7 separate regions of the Mus musculus genome follow, and regions 1, 2, 3, 4, 6 and 7 are each linked to region 5. Evidence: chromatin contacts called from public Hi-C and promoter capture Hi-C data. All regions are on one chromosome and are shown on one strand. The core of a region is the stretch at or near the end of the contact, and the rest is flanking DNA. Distances in the headings are between cores, read along the strand shown. Region 1 holds the start of Ubap2l (ubiquitin-associated protein 2-like). Region 2 holds the start of Creb3l4 (cAMP responsive element binding protein 3-like 4). Region 3 holds the start of Adar (adenosine deaminase, RNA-specific). Region 4 holds the start of Il6ra (interleukin 6 receptor, alpha). Region 5 holds the start of Khdc4 (KH domain containing 4, pre-mRNA splicing factor). Region 6 holds the start of Ints3 (integrator complex subunit 3). Region 7 holds the start of Rps27 (ribosomal protein S27).

Region 1 (2,700 bases), core at 68-2,567, 1.4 Mb after region 5:
ATATTTTAATCTCTAATGCTGGTTGTCAAACTGACTCATACCCCCCTCCCAGCAAGACACAGCAGATATCCCCAACGCAGAATATGGGAGGTGGAGACAAAAAATAATCTCTCCATTTAGTAGTCAGTGAGTCAAAGGCAAAAACAAATTTAACAAAATCGCCTTTAACTGTTTTTTCTTTCCACAACAACCTACACCAGAGGTTGCTAAATTTTAAGAATCGTGGAAAACAGTCTCTTGTTTGTGACATCACTTTGCAAAACAATTTAGGGGCTGTCCACCAGGTGAAGGGTCTCAAGAAATTTGGAATTCCATTCCCATTATGAGAAAAATGAACAAATGCCCAGTCTAGTGACATCCCTTAGGCGCAACACAATCCACGGGGGCCTCCATGTCCAGCTTCCCAAATAAGATAACTGCTTGGGTAGCCAAAACTACAGTATAGACAACAGGAAGTCAAAGACTGCAGCGAAAATATATTCCACGACCAGGGTCGGTAAGAAAGAAGGCAGGGTAATAAGAGGAGCTGACAAAGAGGCTGGAAATGAACAGAGAGGACAGAAGCCCACGCGCGGAGGATGGGAGACTCACCCCCCTCCGCGCCACATCTAGAGCCCATGGGGCCATTCGCTTCTCTACCTCCCACCCGGAACAAATTAATCCTCCGCACTCCAAACCGAGGGCCACATGGGGGAGTTTGGGGCAGCTCCACCCCATCGCCACCCCCCCTCCGCCCCCAAAACCAGGCCGGATCCGGATCAGAGGCCCAGAGAGGACTGGGGAGGGAGGAGGCCTTCTCCACAAGACACTGACCCTCCTAAACAACCCTACCTCAGGCTGGGCCCAGGCCTCGCTCGCCCGCGCTCTTTCTCGCTCTCCCCCTTCAGGCTCTAGCCACATGCCCCCCCCCTCCGGCTGCCCCAAGCCCCGCCCCGGCCACGCTCCCAAATCGAGGCCCCGGCTCTGGCGCGGCCCAGTAGGCCGCGAACCCAACTATAAACAAAACCCCCGGCGGCCAATTCGAGGTGGGGAGGTTGGACGCCCGGGTTCCCAAGACCAGAAGGGAGGGTGTACAGTGGGGAGACACACGGCGTGGGGGGGGCCTACCGCGGGACAGGAATACGGAGGGGACAGAGGAAAAGAAGGGAGGGTAAAAAGGGGATCGCGGATTTAAAGGGGCCGCGGACAATACCCGGCCCCGCCGCGTTGCCGCTGCCGCCGCCGCCGCCGCCAACGCCGCTGCGCTCCCAACTTTACCTCAGTCTCCTCCACACTGACACCCCGGGCCGCGCCGCCCCTGTCACGTGATATAAGATTCCCTCCTCCCCACCCCCTCCCTCCTTTTCCCTCTCGCGCTCGCTCTCGCGCCTTCCCCCTCCCACTTGCCTTCCTGCGTCCCTCAGCACGTGACGCGAAAGGGCCGCGCACGTCAGCGTGCGCGCGCCTCCCCGCCACGAAACACTGCTCTTGAGTTCCGCGCGCCCGCCCCGCCCCCGCCCCGCCCCGCACGGATCCGCCTCCATCACGTGACTCCAGTAAGGTCTCGGCTTCCTCTTACTGGCGTAGTTCCGCGTCTCCGCACTCCCAGGTACCTTTGCGGACATAAGTCACGTGGCGGAGGGGGTGGGGGTGGGGAAATGGGACGGGAAGGTCCGATGCTTAACTAGCGCCCCCATCCACCATGTTTTCTGACGGACTCTAGCCTGGTTTTTTTTTTTTTTTTTTTTTTAATCGAAAACCATATGGAAATGTTCGGAGAGCTCCAGGGAACCTAGGTTCCCTGGCTTCGGCAGAGCCTGGGCTAACGCGCGAGCGCGGCGGGACTGTCCTAGCAGGTGTTCCCGGAGAGAGAGGCGATGGCGTCTAGTAGTAACTGGCTTTCTGGAGTGAATGTCGTGCTGGTGATGGCGTACGGGAGCCTGGTGAGATCCCCATTCTCTTCCTCTTGTGGCATTTGTCTGAGTCCCGACCCTCTGAGCCGGACTCCTGAAAAGAAGGCTCCTGAGCCGTTCTGTCTTTGTTCTTCAGCCACTTAACTTGTTTTGTTTCTGGACTTCCGAATTGTATCCGTAGACAGTCTGAGATCTTTAAGTCAAAGCTGCCTGGCTCTAAGTAAGAACCCTCCCTCTTAAATTCTAGAGCCCAGATTAACATGCCTCTCCGTTACTAGCCCCTGACCCACCTCCGTCCTTAGCGACCCGGCTTCGCCCCAAAGCATCCAGCTCTGAAGGCCTAAACCCAGGGATTTTGAAAGTGAACATTTTAAAAAATTATTGCTATTACTAAAATGGCTCTAATCTCTTTGGGCAGGTATTCGTACTGCTGTTTATTTTTGTGAAGAGACAAATCATGCGCTTTGCAATGAAATCTAGAAGGGGACCTCATGTTCCTGTAGGACACAATGCCCCCAAGGTAGGTCACTAGAATGCAAGGTAAACCTGTTCTTTGGCACAAGGAGATTTTTCTCGGACTTTAAAAGAAGACTTTTATTCATATGCTTCCTTTCATTCCACAGTCTAAGCAATAACTTCCTGCTCACTGCTGCTCCACAACATGTACCTTAAGATTTAAACCAATTCAGCTGTAAAATGTCTCATCTTCAACTAAAATTACTAAATATTTCATGTTGCTTTAGTTTAAGCATGATGCTGAGAACACTTACAGTTGGTTCCAGCGTTGTGAGAATGGTTGCCTTTGCAG
Region 2 (2,700 bases), core at 137-2,636, 1.6 Mb after region 5:
TACACTTTCCGGCTCTTAGAATTGCTTGTTTCTCCTTGGCCTTCAAAACCACTGCTACCAAAAGTGGGGCAAACCAGTTCCTCATTAGTGTCTCCTCCCTTTTCCCCCATGCCCCCACTCATATGAGGGCATGTATACTGGGGGAACATCAGTTCTGGTTGGCGTCGAGACTTACCATGGCTGCAGGAGGTGCTGGGGCTCTGGTGCTGACCCTAGGCAGGATATGTCTATGCGAATCGGAGGGCAGTCCACTGACTGTGCATGCATCAGGGACCATAAGTGCAGGGGTCCACTGATCTGAAAAAAGATACAGAGACTGGGACAAAGGAGTCAGAAGGCTGTGGTAAGGGCGGGGACTGGGCAGTGGCACAGTTTGGGAACCTTCTCCCCTTAATCTCACCACCAGGGCTGGGCCTGAAAGGGGCGTTGCCCTATTTCCAAAAAGTACACTGACCTATCTGAATAGAGATGAGTCCGAAGGTTGGCCCAGCTTCCCGCTGAGTTCCCTGTAGGGTCCCTGAATCATAGACAACCTCATAGAGGGCAGGGGAACTGGAAGCCTGTTGGGCAGGGGAGCCAGGATCTTCAGAGACCCCACTGTCCCTACCAGGAGATGTTTCTGAGCAGTGTATCATATTGGGATCGATAAAGAGGTTCAGGAAATCGTCAGGTTCACTCTTCTGAAGGCCCTATAGGAGGAGAGGGTACGCATGTCTGCAAAGAAGTACCTTGACAGTCTTACCTGACAGTAGTCTTAGATCCTTAATGCTTCAATGCTATCCCTTCTTGGACATAGGAAGAGTAACAATACGCGTCTATTTCGTGGGCTCTATTATGAGAACTCTTTCTTTGTGACGACTTAAGGCTTCTAGTCAGAGTTCTCTCAACCTAACTCCCACTTCCATTGAACAGCCTGGGCTACAGCCCCTACTCATCTCCCAGCTTTGCAGCCCCTGTTCTTGTACCCTGGTCACCGGGACCTTTGACGCGGGACCGTTGAATCCCAGCTCCAGGAAGGATCCCGTCGAGAAGATATCTTCTGGGGGTTCCAGCAACTCAGGGCACCCGAGCTCCATGTTTCTGCATGGGAGGGAAAGTTATAAGGAAGGTGGTGGCTGCCCTCGCCTCTGAAGCTACGGGCTCCTCGGCATTTTCTCCGTTAGTTACTCTTTTCCTCTGCTCTCATGAGGCAGCCCCTCGGAGGAGAACACACTTCAGGCCTTATCTTTGGGTTCAGAAAAATAGCCCCACTGGGTATTACCTGTTTTATTCTCTTTAGTTGTTGTTCGGAGAACTTTGCTCTGCCAAACCAGCCTAGCCCGCTGAAGCCCCAAACACTACACCTTTTCTTTCCACCAGGATCTGTATCCTGGTCCTGCCCAATCAGGCCCCGCCCACTACGCTGTCCGTGGAGTTTGGGGTAGGAAAGGGTGGGGGAAGGGAGAGGGTTGGGTTGCACCTGGCCAGGAACCACTGTCGGGACCTGCATCTGGGAGTAATATTAAGACACTGTCCATGTGCAAACAGAAATAAAACTATAGGTACCCACACCCTTTCTGTCAGTTTTCTCAGTGCTAGTAGATCTTGCTGCGGGCTTGATGTCTCGTCAGCAAAGAGTTGAGATAGTAGTGACTGGTACACAGGATTCCCAGGTGTCTGTTTCGAAGCCACAATCTTTACAAGTGGGAGACCCATCTCAGGGTAGAGAAAGAAACCAAGATTTTGAAGGCATCCTCCATCCCAGCTCCGGCCCCCTGCGCCACAAGGCATTCTTCCACTGGTGAATCCTAATTGGGCATTGAAGACTTAGGACCGGGTTTCTAGCCAATGGCTGACTATCTCGAGGCTCACGCCCTCGCGGTTAGCAACAATAGACCAGCAGAAAAGAATCCCAGAAGTAATTTGGCAGGGCTCCGGGTTCCAGCCAGAGGCCCCTACTTATATTGTAGGAAAGTTGAGCTAAAGCTTCCGTGCTGAGGGTAGGAACCGCACAGAGGTTGTTTGGGTTTGAGTTTGTTTACCTCGTGGTTCTGAGGCCCCAAGTTATTACTTAGGCAGACCTGTAGCCTGTGGACCAGGATTCCACTTTCTGGCAGCTACCTGTGCAATCGGCCTATGTGGATCCAGGAACCGGGTTACACATTGCTGCACTTTGGGGACCCTGCTAACCCATGCGGGGGGACACAGGACAGGGAAACTGCCATACATTAGCCAAACATTTACTTTTGGTTTGAAATCTTATTGTTTCCTTAAACTATTAGTTTTATGTATAGTTTTGTGTTTTGAAACAGGAGTGAGGAGGTCTCATTTCTCAGGGTGGCCTCCTGAGTAGCTGATACTGTATCAGTGTAGCTTGAAACCTGTTTCAGAGGTTGTGTGGGAGTGCATGCCAGTAATTTTCATGCCCAAGAGGCTTACCAGAAGTGTCTCTGCTGCCAAGGCCAGCCTGGGCTACATAAGATCCTGTTTCAATTAATCCCAGCATTCAAGAGGCAGAGGCAGACTGCTCTGGCCTCAAGGTCTACAAAGTGAGTTCCAGGACAGCCAAGGGTACACAGAGAAACCCTGTCTTGAAAAAAAAAACCAAAAACCAAAACAACAAAACCACAAACAAAAAAACCCAAAAGTACCAATTATCTATTCAGTGATGTGTCCAATAAGTTCTATTTTTCTTACCTCACACTTACAGCTGCCTTCTTG
Region 3 (2,700 bases), core at 34-2,533, 1.0 Mb after region 5:
TTCCATTTAGAATGCCTTGGACTTGAACCTGTCTTGTGCAATACATGATTGACCTTGGTTTTGCTTGGTTTGGGACAGGAGGTCTTCTTTCAGTATTGTTACATTGTTTCCCATCTGCTGCATTTGGCTGTGGTTTTTACTTCAATTGCTGTGTAATATCCTAAGGTGGGAACATCTGCTTATTTTAGTTTGATTGCTTTCAGTGTTGTGTAGCTTATCCTGCTAAATGCATATAATGGTTAAACCATGGGGTGTGTTTCTAAGTAATGACTTCCTGCAGTGACTGGGGTTGCTCCTTCTTGGTCCTCCTATGTGCTAGTTAATGGTGCCACACTGGTGAGTGGACAAGAACACCTACTCACTGTGACCTTTCCTGAGTTTCCCTGATGGCACAAGATTGAGCTCTTTTCCTGTGTTGATTGCCATTTTTTATCCCCCCCCCCCCAAGTTTCTGTTCCGCAAATTGTTTTACTTAGAGTGCACTATTATCCACTCACCTATGACTGTCTGGGACTCACTGTGCAGGGGATATAGGCGAGAACAGCCCTGCCCACTGGAGTGCCCCCGGGAGCACTGAAGGCAGGCAGCTATACCAAACAGGGAGGACATGATTGGGAGTGACTTTTGAGCCATCCATCTTGCCCAGACTGCTACATGCTGGGGCTTCTACTTACACTGTGTGTGCTGCTGGGTGCTGACGTTGTAGCATACACTAGATGCCCAGACTGCCATATGCTGGCCTACTTGCACCATGTGCTGGGTGCTGACACTGGTACAAACGCATCAGGTACCCAGGGATATGGAAGTGGAATTCCTCTGAAGTCTCAAAAACAAAACAAGGAAAGGGGGAGGAACATTCTAGGCTAAAGAACAGAATACGTGAAGGTAAAGAATTTTATCTACAAAAAGATAGGAAGTTTGGAGCAGCCAACAGGGGGAATGAAGGACAGGCTAGTGGGGACAGGGCATTGGCCAATGGTCACTCTAGGAGTGGACAGACTTGTAAATCTCGCAAGCAGTAGGGATTAAACACGGAAAAGGAACTTCCTCACAGGGCGGAGAGGGCGCTGTTGAGTGAAGCTTTCCAAAATACCGTGAACAAAAATAAGCTTGTCAGTGAAGTAAATAGCTCCCAAGCTCTCAGAGAACGTATATAGTGCCCTGCTAGTGGAGGTGGAGTGGTGAGGAAGGCGGTGGGCGTGGACTACGGCGGCCCAGCCCTTATGGTGGGCAGGATGCTGCTGCTCGGCTACCGGGAGCAAACCCCTCCCTCCTCTTGGCCCAACAGTTGGGCGGGGAAGCCTTTTCAAGGAAACGAAAGTGAACTCTGGGGAGCCAGCCATCTTACGGCCACAGGTGCGGGCCTTGCCGGCACTATGTCTCAAGGGTTCAGGGGACCCACAGGTAAGCCCGCGGGGTCTGCACCCTCATATCTGGCTCGCGTAGTGTGAATTACGAGGGTCACGTTCTCCTTCTCAAGCCGAACTGCCAGCCCTTCTGGGGATTTCTGTTCAGTTAGTTCTTGTAGCTTTGAGCAGTCTCAGGAAGGAGGCTGGTCAGAAGATAGACCAGCGTCTAAGCCAGACAAGGACCCAGGCCGGGGCAGACACCCCTTCTCTTTCTGCTAAGACCCCTGATGCCTTGCTGAGCCGCTATAGCCCAACATGAGCAACTTTTCTCATGATCCTCTTTGCTTTTTCAACTTCCTGAGAAATTTAAATTATCTCAACTAACCAGCAGGGGGAAGTCTTTTGCTTTATGGCCAAGAAGGGTGTCTTTCTGTAGCGCACTGGGTAAGCTTCGTGGAATTCTACTTAGCACTAAAATGAACTTGTGATGTCGTACATGAGCCCCAGCTGCAACGTTCTGAACAGAAAAACCCAGATTCCGAGGATTCATGCTGTGCACAGCACTGGATCTGTCATTCTGGAAAGCAGCGGGGATGGAAACTGACCCTGTGGTGGGATTAGGACTGTTCCTTGCCTTGGTTTGACCATGCTGGTTTGTTTGCTTTTGAGGCAGTTTCTACTTGTCTTGTGTTGCCTTGATTGCCCTTGAGCAAGCCACCAGTCTTTTCTCCCTAGAGCTGGAATTGCAGGCATGTCCCACCCAGGTTTATCCTTCAAAATTTTAAAAAGCTATATGGGATGTACCAATAGCCTCACACTTGATAAGCAAATGCTCTACTACTGTGTGTGTGTGTGTGTGTGTGTGTGTGTGTTGTAATTTGGGGGGTATGATGGTACTCATGAGGCAGAGGCAGGTATTTCTGAGTCCCAGGCCAGCCAAAGCTGTGTAGATGGCCTCAAAAACACAAACCAAAAAAACCCTACTCCAACAACCAACTTTTAATGTTGCAGATGTACAGGCACACTTGTACTTCTTTCTACGACAAAGGACAGCCTCGGAACTGGGCCCTCAGGCTTCCAGGAATTTTTCTTCTTGGTCCCCTATACCCTCAAGTGTCTCACAATTACTGATTTTTATACCACACTGTGTTTTGTTTTGTTTTTCTTGGGTTCTGGAGATTCAGATTCAGGTCCTTAAGATTGTGTGGCAAACGCTTTACTCACTGAGTCATCTCCCCAGCTCTTAATGGTGTGTGTGTGTGTGTGTGTGTGTGTGTGTGTGTGTCTACCTTCCCTCAAAATATTGCAGGCATCTGACTTGAAGGAAAGCACTTTTTACATATACTACAGT
Region 4 (2,700 bases), core at 188-2,687, 1.2 Mb after region 5:
AACACTGAGACACGGAGGGGCCTGATGCTTCCCATTGCATCTCTCTGAACCTCAGGCTCCTCCCAAAGCTTTATGTCAATCCTGTAGAGGATTAAAAACGTGTAAAATACAGGGTGGGTTAATACCTGAAATCCCAGCACTCAAGAGATAGAGGCAGAAGAGGCACAAGTTTGAGGCCAGCCTGGGTTATGGGAGAGCCTGTCTAATATATATATATATTTTCTTTATATATATATATATAAAGAAAATATAGGTAGGGGTAACAAACCAAGCTTGAGGAATTCTACCTTCCAGGCAGAAAGAAAGCCTGGAAGCCACTGTCCCCACGACCAGCACAGGATAAATCTCCCCCATGTCCTTTGGCTCTTTCTATGTTGTTGAATAAGCCCTCAGCCCCTAAAATAACCTGTAGAGAAGCAGTCTCCCAGTTCCTCCAGAAGAGACCAGGCAGGCTGCTGGGCCTGAAGCCAGAGCCCACAGAGAGGCCTAGACCTACAAGGCAGAGTGCAAGGAAGGTAAACACAGTGCCCCTACCCTACCCTCCGCCTGGTCCACCTGCTAATCAGGGAGGGCTGGGGCAGGGGGCGGAGGCACAGTTCCAAGAGGTCCCACATCCTTTGCTGTCAAACTCACAGGATTGGGATGGATGTGGGTGTTGGCATTCTGCATGCTAGGGCTAGTTGGCTAAAGGAGTAAGTTTGTGAGGCGGGAACACCCATGACTCAGAGCCCATGATGTCAGACCCTTCACCGTCGGGTCACTGTCATTACACACGACATGGAATGTAGTAGAACTAAGGAAAGCCACGCGAGGTGCCACAACTAAAGCAGAGAGAGCCAGTGGCATAAAGGACTCTCCAGAAGGGACTACTACTGTTCCACTAGGGCGCGCCCTCTGGGTATCTCTTTTTGGAGCGACCCGGGATGCAGTTGAGTAAGACTGGGAACACTGGGAACCAGACACCAGAGTCAGGTTTCAGGAAAACACACTGTCCTGTACTCAGACTTGAGGTAACTGGCCAGACACAGACAGGAGCACGCAGTTATAGGCGCTAGACGCAACAGGGGGCGCGCGAACCTCCACCGCGTCAGCACAGGTGAGTCAGCCCAGGCTAGCAGCCGGTACCGGCGGGGCTCACTCTGCGAACGGAACCAGACAGTGTCACATTCCCCACGCCCGCTCCGGGTTCCTCTTACCCAGCGCGCGGCAGCTCCCGAGGACCAGCGCGACCGCGGGCGCGGCCAGCAGGGCGACCAACAGCGTGCAGCCGACGGTCAGCATGCTTCCTTCTACGCGGGACGGCGGGCGGCAGAGCGGCTCCGCAGCCGGGGCCGGGCGGCCGGCAGACTGGGGCAGCGAGAGCAGTCGCCCTCGGCCTCGGGCTCCACACTCAGCTCGCACTGCGAGCGCTCGCCCCGGCGTGGCTCAGATCGGTGTGGGCGCGACTTCCCACATGCACGTGACACACAGCAGCCGGCCGTCCTGGCAACAGTGAAACATTTGAGGAACCGGTGCTGAAGCTCCTCTTGGCAGCCCCGGCTCGCGGTTACGAAAGCCCAGTAGGATGGCGCAATCGGCCAGCGCTCCGGGCCACCGGAGGGGGTTACTTCCTGCAGCCGCGCCACACCTGAGCCCCCAGGGACCCCCACCAGGGCCCCTCCCCAGGTTTTGACGCTGAGATAAGGAGAAATATCCCCCTCCTTCCTTCCATCCGCGCCTCCGCTTGAGTTTTGCTTTCATGAGCGCCAGCCAGTGGCTCTGGCTGTTAAAGTAGAAGGCAGGTCAGTGTCCTGGGTGCTTACGGGAATCAAACAGGGAATCCGAAAAGACACCGATGTCTGCTTCGAGCCCAGAGATTGTGATTTAATTGGTCTGAAGGAAAACTTAGGCGTCCATAACCTGAGAAAAAGATTTCCTCTCATCTTCCAGTGGAGGAGCAGCTCTTTGAAGGCTACTGCAGAGGCAACGAAACCAGTGTGCGCTTTTGAGTCTGGCCCAGAGACACATGTGTTACCCTCCTCAAGATTGCTATCCCGATCCGGAAGTCTCAGTTTTCTCACCTATTAGAGATGTATTTTTAAGCCCATGATAAAGATTCCTGGAAACACTGTCGATGTACCTGGAGCCTAACTGCTCAACAAGGAGTAGGGCTTTGATTACCCATCATGACTTGACTGGACACAAAGGAACCGGCGTTTGCTATTTACCAGACTCCACCAAGGTTCCCTTCCAAGCTACAGAGCTTGAAGCTACAGGGCAGCTTCCCATGCAAATGCAGAGGGAAAGAAACACACTGAAAAGAAAATTTAGGGCTGGTGAGATGGCTCAGCGGTTAAACGCACTGACTGACTTCCGGAGATCATGAGTTCAAATCCCAGCAACATGGTAGCTCACAACCATCTGTAATGAGAAACAAATAAAACCTATGGGCCTGAGCGAGCCGGGCCGGAGCAAGAGGGAGAAGGGAAGGGATAAGAAAAAAAAAAGAAAGAAAAGAAAATGTAGATGGGGAGCCCTGGACCTACACCAGTATGTTTTAATGTATTCTTCCATTTCAGGGTTCAGCTGATTAGAGTCCATGGGGCAACTGGAATGTGTGTGTGCTGGCTGAACCCCTAAATAAGACATGACCTTATTTAAGCAACATGCTGGCCTCAGACCTAGGCATCCACCGCTCTCTGTGGATGTCAGAACCAAACC
Region 5 (2,700 bases), core at 89-2,588:
TTTCCCAAGTCAAAAAAGCCAAAGACTCTTTGGAGTCTAGCCCTAAAAGATCAAGGGAGCACCTCTCACACTAGTGTGGTTGACACCACAGAGCAGTGTCTTCATCCCTACCACAAATGTATATTTATTTATTATGTGCCCAAACTCTCTATTATTTAGCTTTTAAGTGAATTTTTTTTTTTTTAAAGATTTATTTATTATTATATGTAAGTACACTGTAGCTGTCTTCAGACACTCCAGAAGAGGGCGCCAGATCTTGTTACGGATGGTTATGAGCCACCATGTGGTTGCTGGGATTTGAACTCTGGACCTTCGGAAGAGCAGTCGGGTGCTCTTACCCACTGAGCCATCTCACCAGCCCCAAGTGAATTTTATTCTATGAATTATGTCGGAATGTAAGTATTTCTATAAGCTAGCATTCTGGGTTTGTTTGCTTTCTGTTGGAAGAATACTTGCATAAACGTTAAGGATCTGTTTTTCAGATTCACCCAAAACTCCTTAGAATTCAAAGCTTTTCAGTATATTGAAGAGGCAGTCAAGTGTAAACACACAGCCCTCAGAGAAGGGGATTTCATAACTTTTGATTTTTAATCTCCATTATGACAGTTCTTAGATCAGAGAGCAACTTTCCTTGTGTGCTCCAGGGATCTAACTTACATCGTTGTTTGTCTACTAGCACCTTCGTCTGCAGGGCTATCTCTCAGTCCCTGGCTTCGTTTTTTTTAAAAGCTCCACCTCGCTGAGCAGTTTTTCTCCAACTTTACTTGTTTTATAACAAGTTGTCCAAGTGCTTACGAGTTTGCCAAAACCAATGTTTTTGCTCATGGCCACCAGAACAGCCCCCCCCCCCCCATGCAGCGGGCTGACTGGAGCTTCCTATCCCTAAGGGTGGGTGGGTGGGGGACCCAAAACAAAACAAAAAGAGAAAGAAAGAAAAGGAAGTTGTGCAAATGACTTTGGAAAGAATCATTTCCTTTTTTCATAAGCTGAATCGAGAAGTGCGCTGAAGTCGCCGGCAGGGTTCTCCTCCGCTACAGGCTGGGACTCCACGTGAGCAAAGAGAACGCGGAGAAAGTCGGCTTCATTTTCTGACTTGTCTTCCAGGCAACTCGCTTGCCCACAATAAAAATGGATTCTCCTAGCCCGCAACTCGCTTTTAAACCAGGCCCAACAACCATTTTTATTAAGGGCAAGAGAGCAAGCCGGAGAGTCGACAGGCAGGCACTCCTGTCACTGAGACGCCAGACGCTTTAAATCACCGAGGGTCCAATCGGAATCAAGAGTCCTCACCGGACCCGCCTTACCTCACGGCCGGAAAAGGCCGTGCGTCAGCGCGTTGGGCGGAAGTGGCGGGAGGGCGGTGGTGGGTAGTTGGCGGGTGGTTGACTGGAGCAGGCCGCCATGTCCGCAGGGAGCGCGACACATCCTGCCGCTGGCGGGTAAGGGCTTCGCGGGCCAGGCTGGGGGCAGCGAGCACGGGCCCGGGGCAGGGAGACCGGCGAGGCTGCGTGTGGGCCGGACGGGCCGTCTAGTAGGACGCGTCCGGATGCCGAGGCCGGGGTTCTGGAGAGAATGTTGAGCTGGCCTCGGGCGCCCGGAAAGAGGCCGGCCGCGGTGCGAGAGGGAAGGGAGGGAACTCGGAGCCTTTTAGAAGGACGAGCCAAGGAGAAGGCGAACGCAGAGCGTTCCCGGCCGAGCCGAGTCTCCGGATGGAAGTGACTGGAAAGGAAATGTTTCGTAAGGGGATCGGAATAAGGGGAGTGGGACTGAGCTTTAGATAGGAATCTCGGGCACGTCTCGGGACCATGGCAGGCGACGCGGGATGGAGTGTACGAAGGGGGAGACTACACAAAGGAAGGCCGTGGGCCTCAGGATTTCCCTTTTCCTACCTGTAGGCGCCGCAGCAAATGGGATCAGCCAGCGCCAGCTCCGCTTCTCTTCCTGCCGCCAACGGCCCCAGGTGGAGAAGTCGCTGGCAGCGGGGCGAGCCCCGGGGGCGCCACCACCGCCGCCGCTCCTTCAGGAGCCTTGGATGCCGCCGCTGCCGTGGCTGCCAAGATCAATGCTATGCTCATGGCCAAAGGGAAGCTGAAACCATCTCAGAATGCGGCCGAGAAGGTATTGCGAGCGCTAGACGCTCTGCGCTTCGGGATTTTCTTTTTCCTCCCCTTTCTTCACCTTTCAGTTGCTTGGTCATTGGGGTTAATGAAGATGAAACCGGTTAGAGTGAAGATCACGTTTGGGAGTATTTAGATGATACCTTGTTAAATTGTTCCTGCAAGGCAATGAATGGGCTTTGGTTTTTTTGTTTCAGGCAGAGACTCTGTATATTTAGACCAGGCTGGCCTGCTTGCAGAGATGCCTCTTGCCTCTGACCCCCCAAGTGCTGTGCCCCATCATTGCATCCTGAAGTCAGGCAGTTTTAATTGATGTAGTTCCCTTGTTTTGTTTTTCGAGACAAGTCCACGTAGTCTTGGCTGTCCTGGAACCGTGGTTTAGCCTCGAACTAATGGGGAGATATCCGTCTCTGCCATCTACGTAGGATAAGGACATGCGCAGCCACCACCTGGCTGGTCTTGTTACTTTTATGGACTAGTTTTTGTGCTTAGAAACTTAAACTCAGTTTTTTTTTATGGATATTTGAGGCAATATGTTTTTGATCCATGAAGTTCTGGTATATCAAGTCAGTGTTTTAAAAAT
Region 6 (2,700 bases), core at 37-2,536, 1.7 Mb after region 5:
CACAGTCAATGATACCATCTAAGAAGAGGGGCCAAGTCTGTAGGAAGTTGCCAATCCTCAGACACCTGCCTGTAAACACATATATACTTTTCAACTTAACACTCTCAAATAGGGTGGATATTTTAGATAGCTATTGGTGTGTATGTGGGAAGAAATGAAAATAACTTTGGTCAGTACTGATGCTACATCCCTTCTGTAACCAACACCCCTCACACCCATTTTCTTAATAGCGGCAGCTGTTACTAGGGCAACCTGTCCAGGAAATTGACCCACACTTCTTCCTCCAGAAGCAGGAAGCAAGAGCAATGTTTCTGCCTTACAAAAAAAAAATAATAATAATAATAAATAAATAAAATAAACTTGAAGGCCTTTTCTCCCCACCCCCACCCCATATGCGATCCAGCATCCCTCCTCAACCCAATTCCTTACTCCCTTCCCCACCCCCCACACCTACCTCCTCTAACTCATCCTTGGCATCCAAACTGGTTGAAAGTAGCAGCCTCCCCCCTCCTGGGGCTCCTGCTCCCGCTCCTCCTCCTCCACCTCCCGCTGCTCCTGATGCAGCAGCTGCTACGGTCCCCTTTCCCTTCTGTAACTCCATGGCTGCAGCCAAGAGACCAGAAGAGGTCAAGGGAGTAGACGGGTGTTAAGTCCTAGAAATGGAGAACTCTGGCTTGCCAAGGACGAGGAGCAAGAGGAACAAGTGGGAGGGAGGCCGACAGGCCTGGCTTTCCGCACTCTTGCCTCCTCTCCTGCGGAGGGGGAAGGCGCGGGTTCTCTAGATGCTCCCTCAGGAGTGGCCGGGCTGGGGCAAAGCTTTTGCGCAGAAGTATGGTAGACTAAGGGTCTTGTGTCCTGCAGGGAGATAGGCAAGGCTGCCACCCTTGCAGAAGTGGAGGGGGAAACCCTCTGGCTTCTTATCCTGAAAGGAGGGGAAACCCTAAGTTTCTGCCTCTCGAGGCGTGGGAAGGAGTCCTGGCCCTGAATTGGGAGTGGGAAACCTTCCCGGCGGGATTGGGAAACGCGGTTCCTTGGAATCCGGCCCCTAGCGGGTGAGGATGCAGCAGGAGCGCTATGGGAGGACCAGCTTCTCCCCACACCACACAGAGGCGGCCATGGTGGAAGGGCGGGGGAGGCTGAGAGTGCCCGAGCGGGCAGAGTCGTCGCCGGCGCCGGAAGTGAGCAGTCGCGGTCCCGGGCGTCCGCCAATAGCGGCTTCCGCGGTGGCGCCAGGTCTCTAAGGAGTAAGCCGACGACGGCGGACTGGCCTTTTCCCGGGCTGCCAATTGTAGGGAGAAGAATTGAGTCTGGTCTGACGGGCAACAAGTGTGCCCAATCGCATCCTTCCTCTGCATCTGGAGGCGGGACGGGAGGTACGGAGTGGGTGCTACTGCTGGGCGATCCGGAAAAAGCCGGGCTGCGCCTGCGCGCGCCAACACGCATGCGCGACGTTTCCCTCTTGCTCCACTCCCTACAGGTGTTCGGAACGTTGTCCTTGGGTAGTAGGCTGGGAGGATGGAAACCTAGCCCATAAGTGTCTATTCAGGAAAAGGAGCTGCCGAGTCCCAACCCCTACGCAGTCGCGTAGCAAACGCCCTCAGGGTCTGAAGCTACTTCCTGAACTAAAAATGCTACACGCGGCCGATTGTATGAGCTCTTGGGTGTGCAATTATTAGTAACAATTTGAAAACAAAAAAAGTGCATTGATTCTCTAGTGCAAACCAAATAGTTAGAATCGTACCAGCACTCGCTTTAACACAGTTTACTAAGTGATGGGACCTCGTCTTTTGAGACTCTGGGACTGACAAATGTCACTGAAGCCTATTGTATTTACACACACACAATCCATTGAGAGTTGTGGTTTGTTGTGATCATAGTAGGGCTTGATTGTATGAGAGTTCTTTTACCGTGCGTCTCTCAACAGAACTTTTCATTTTTAGGCGTATGAGCCTATTGCTGTCCACAGCTCTAAGGTGGGTGTGGTAATATATGCCTGCCATCCTAATACGTGGGAAGCTGGCCCATCAAATTCATGTTCCCCTTCCGTCCCCCATTTGTAGATATAGGCCTATTTTCCTGCACTATCCATTTTCAAGGCCAGTGGGCAGGTAAATTGTTAACAATGTCCTTGGAAGAATTCCAAGTTCCATAGCTACTGTTTTGGGAGTGAAGCACTCTTGAACCCAAGCTGGCCTCACTTTTGTGGCATTCTTTCTGCCTCCCAGGGACTTCTGTATCCTAATTACAAATAAAATAAGACCCGGACTGGCCGATCTCCAAATACACTTCTGGCATTCTACAATCCTCCTGAGTAAGCTTTGAATAACTTCTAGGTAAAGGACTGATTCAGCCTCGGAACTACAAACAAGTCATTACAATAGCTTAATATAACCGGGACACATGTATTGGATGGAAAGAAGAAAAAGAAAGGGCCGGGCGTGGTGGTGCACGCCTTTAATCCCAGCACTCGGGAGGCAGAGGCAGGTGGATTTCTCAGTTCGAGGCCAGCCTGGTCTACAAAGTGAGTTCCAGGACAGCCAGGGCTACACAGAGAAACCCTGTCTCAAAAAAACAAAAAAAAAAAAAAAAAAAGAAAAAAGAAAAGAAGGAAGGAAAAAAGATGTATAATACTGAATATTCTTTCCATTTTTTTTTTTTTTTTGAAGTGTACTGGGTTTGTTTGTGGTACTGATGATTGAA
Region 7 (2,700 bases), core at 60-2,559, 1.5 Mb after region 5:
TCTGCTTCTCAGGCACTGGGATTAAAGCAGCCTGGGTACCATTATCCCTAAATAAAGACAGTCCCCACTGTCACACACCTTTGTATGACACAATGTTTCCAATAACCATTGCTAAAAGTTACTACCAAAAAGACATAGAAGAGTAAGCCCAATTATACACTATCACCAGTTTTAAACCATGGTCTAAGATTTATACAGTGAATCTAGATAAAAATGCCCCCAATGGACTCTAGGTGTTTGGCCACTTACTTGACCCCAAAGGGACCACTCTTCTGTTTGCCCTGGGATATGTGAGGCACCACTTGCTACCAGTTAAACAAGACAAACATTATATATCCAAAACGTGTTTATTGGGAAGGTTCCCACTCATCTTCAATCAGGGGCTTTCAGTGCTGCTTCCTCCTGAAGGAGCATCCTGGAAGAAAAAGATGCAAACGTTACTTCTGCCTGCCACTGACCCTGCCTCATCTGCAGAGTGCTAAACCTTCCTAACAGGAGTGCAGCTGGCTTTACCAGCCGGAAGCCTTGCATTCTACTCAGCCTTTCACCTTAGGACCCCAAAGCCAAACAAAACCCCAACACTGAGACCACTCACCTTCTGTCAGCCTTGCTTTTCCACCTGTAGGCTGACAGAGGACAGTGGAGCAGCCAACACACAAGACTACCGTTTGTGCATGGCTAAAGACCGTGGTGATTTTATAGCATCCTGGGAAGAAAAAAAAAGAGAAGAAAAATGTTAACTTCTTTTATTCCTCTCCAAGTTACCACTTCTGAACTCGTAATAAAATCAAAAATTAAGTTACAACCATTAGTACAGTTTAGTTTTCCCGCACAGCTGAAAACCACTTCCTTACCTGGGCATTTCACGTCCATAAAGTAGGAATTGGGGCTCTGCACCAGGCGCTTTTTCTTGTGTTTCCTCTTCTCCTCTTCTGGAGAGGGATGAAGGAGATCCTTTGCGAGCTAAAAGGGGCAGAAATGCAAAGACTTAGAAGGTAATGGAGGAAAGAGATGATGGGAAAGAGCCCCCACTGGCACACACCGAGGAGAACTCGCCCCTCGCCGCCCCTGGTGTCTGCGTAGCTGGGCCGCCATCTTATCTCCTCTCCGCTCCCGTCTACGCGGCTGACCCGTGGGCCGCCGCGGCTCTGGTTACTGTCCTAAGAGACGCAGAGCGCACATGTGGACCCTGTAGGACCCGCAATTAGCGCAAGAGGACCGTGCGGACCCAAGAGCGAGTTCTCTGTCGAAACCTGGACCAAGGAACTCACAGGCATGTTCTCGTAGGGAGGTCGTCACCGCCGGAAAGGAGCGAAAGCGGAAATCCTGTTCCTTATATCTGATATGGGACAGGAAGTGACGAGCCGTGTTGCTTCGCCATCTTCGGAAGGTCTTCTACTCTGTTCGAATGCAACGGAATGCCCGTTGACTGCCATTTGTAGAAGGTCCGTAAAGGCTCCTCGCGTCGCGGGCGCGTAGCCATGGTGAGAGAGTTAGCTTCTATTTTGAGTTCAGAATTTAGCTGCTGTGGCGAGAAAAATGGATACTTTTTTCTCACGTAGTTTCCGACTACGCTTTGACAGCTGGAGTGTGATGGGAACATCACAGGTGAACACCAGCGAGAAGCTTTTATCCATGACATTTTTAGTTATTGATAGTCTTTACCATTTTCCAGTTGGTTTGATTTACGCTGATTAATAATTCTAGACGTAAATAGGTTTTTTTTTTTAAAAAATGAGATACCTGCTTGAAGCTGGGGGTGTACTACGCTGGTAGGTAGAGTGCGTGCTAAGAATGTGCAAAGCGTAAACTGGGCAGGGCGCAGTGGTGCTGTCAGTGGCTCAAGGCTGGAATCTCAGAACTTCAGAGGATGAAGCGGGAGGACGAGGAGTTCAAAATCATTCTAGGCACTGGGCTTCCTAGCAAGTTTGAGGTCTGAGTGGACTACAGGAGACCCTGTCTGAAAAAACAACAAAATCAAATCCTGTTCATATTTGCTCCACTGCAGCTAACCCTATTGTTTACCTTTATTGTTTTGTTGTTGCTGCTGTTTTCCAGTGCTAAAGATAGAGCCCGACTTTGTATTCTTACAATTCTTTACCTTTGAGGAATAAAATCAAATATCCTTACACCACTTGACACGTGCATTGCTTTTAAAGTGCTAATTAAAGGCCAGACGAGGTTGGTCACACCTTTATCACTGCATTCTGGCAAAGCATGGAAGAGACTGAGTTCTGGCCAGCCTGATCTAGCAAGTTGTAGGACAGCCAGAACTACAAGAGATGTCTCTAAAAACCAAATCAAAACAAAAAGTATGTTATTTAACTATGGAGCTGCTGTAACCATTACCACATTGTACAAATTTGTGTGTTTGCTGCTCAACACAGAGGCAGGTGGATCTCTGAATTCAAGTGTCTATAAATAAAATAATAAATAAATAGTCCATGCTTAAATGAATGCATGTTGATTTTGGATTTTGGCAATATACATGGCAGAGATATCTTGGGAAATAGATTCTAGGTTTAAAAATGAAATTCATGGCCAGGTGTGGTGGTGCACGCCTTTAATCCCAGCACCTGGGAGGCAGAGGCAGGCGGATTTCTGAGTTCAAGACCAGCCTGGTCTACAAAGCGAGTTCCGGGACAGCCAGGGCTACACAGAGAAACCCTGTCTCAAAAAAAAAAAAAAAAAAAAAAAAAG

Evidence for each region. Promoter capture Hi-C pulls out the DNA fragments that hold promoters and counts their contacts. Hi-C and Micro-C count contacts between places; a contact is called where the count stands out from the background.
Region 1: a Hi-C map of B cells shows a contact between it and region 5, with 8 read pairs. The contact joins the promoter of Ubap2l here to the promoter of Khdc4 in region 5. A contact is called at or near these places in 4 of 39 promoter capture datasets (hippocampal neurons, liver and pre-B cells), 3 of 484 Hi-C or Micro-C datasets (B cells, double positive thymocytes and nephron progenitors), 10 of 115 datasets of contacts at active chromatin or transcription factors (astrocytes, embryonic forebrain, embryonic limb bud and 6 more) and 2 of 9 other capture datasets (adipose tissue and liver).
Region 2: a contact with region 5 is called in a promoter capture Hi-C map of pre-B cells, with 3 times the contacts expected there. The contact joins the promoter of Creb3l4 here to the promoter of Khdc4 in region 5. A contact is called at or near these places in 2 of 39 promoter capture datasets (cranial neural crest and pre-B cells) and 1 of 484 Hi-C or Micro-C datasets (B cells).
Region 3: a promoter capture Hi-C map of pre-B cells shows a contact between it and region 5, with 2.9 times the contacts expected there. The contact joins the promoter of Adar here to the promoter of Khdc4 in region 5. A contact is called at or near these places in 2 of 39 promoter capture datasets (liver and pre-B cells).
Region 4: a promoter capture Hi-C map of pre-B cells shows a contact between it and region 5, with 2.7 times the contacts expected there. The contact joins the promoter of Il6ra here to the promoter of Khdc4 in region 5. A contact is called at or near these places in 4 of 39 promoter capture datasets (the C10 cell line, hippocampal neurons, neutrophils and 1 more) and 1 of 9 other capture datasets (pancreatic islet).
Region 6: a contact with region 5 is called in a promoter capture Hi-C map of pre-B cells, with 4 times the contacts expected there. The contact joins the promoter of Ints3 here to the promoter of Khdc4 in region 5. A contact is called at or near these places in 4 of 39 promoter capture datasets (cranial neural crest, fetal liver, liver and 1 more).
Region 7: a contact with region 5 is called in a promoter capture Hi-C map of pre-B cells, with 2.5 times the contacts expected there. The contact joins the promoter of Rps27 here to the promoter of Khdc4 in region 5. A contact is called at or near these places in 3 of 39 promoter capture datasets (liver, neutrophils and pre-B cells).

The regions. Positions count from the first base shown.
Region 1 is chr3:90,051,198-90,053,897 of GRCm38.p6, forward strand. It overlaps Ubap2l (ubiquitin-associated protein 2-like), which reads right to left and starts at 1,318. Exons shown (of 28, transcript NM_001165984.1): 1 at 1,258-1,318. 4933434E20Rik (RIKEN cDNA 4933434E20 gene) reads left to right here and starts at 1,605. Exons shown (of 7, transcript NM_025762.3): 1 at 1,605-1,922; 2 at 2,311-2,412. The coding sequence starts at 1,857.
Region 2 is chr3:90,241,757-90,244,456 of GRCm38.p6, forward strand. Creb3l4 (cAMP responsive element binding protein 3-like 4) reads right to left here and starts at 1,387. Exons shown (of 10, transcript NM_001307934.1): 1 at 1,262-1,387; 2 at 966-1,080; 3 at 455-689; 4 at 176-297. The coding sequence starts at 1,076.
Region 3 is chr3:89,729,435-89,732,134 of GRCm38.p6, forward strand. Adar (adenosine deaminase, RNA-specific) reads left to right here and starts at 1,284. Exons shown (of 15, transcript NM_001146296.1): 1 at 1,284-1,404. The coding sequence starts at 1,377.
Region 4 is chr3:89,911,759-89,914,458 of GRCm38.p6, forward strand. It overlaps Il6ra (interleukin 6 receptor, alpha), which reads right to left and starts at 1,438. Exons shown (of 10, transcript NM_001310676.1): 1 at 1,197-1,438. The coding sequence starts at 1,281.
Region 5 is chr3:88,684,449-88,687,148 of GRCm38.p6, forward strand. It overlaps Khdc4 (KH domain containing 4, pre-mRNA splicing factor), which reads left to right and starts at 1,339. Exons shown (of 14, transcript NM_028814.4): 1 at 1,339-1,439; 2 at 1,896-2,118. The coding sequence starts at 1,402.
Region 6 is chr3:90,432,350-90,435,049 of GRCm38.p6, forward strand. It overlaps Ints3 (integrator complex subunit 3), which reads right to left and starts at 1,287. Exons shown (of 30, transcript NM_145540.3): 1 at 455-1,287. The coding sequence starts at 601.
Region 7 is chr3:90,212,339-90,215,038 of GRCm38.p6, forward strand. Rps27 (ribosomal protein S27) reads right to left here and starts at 1,310. Exons shown (of 4, transcript NM_027015.4): 1 at 1,272-1,310; 2 at 855-963; 3 at 596-706; 4 at 329-415. The coding sequence starts at 1,277. The coding sequence ends at 387. It also overlaps a transcript of Rab13 not described here.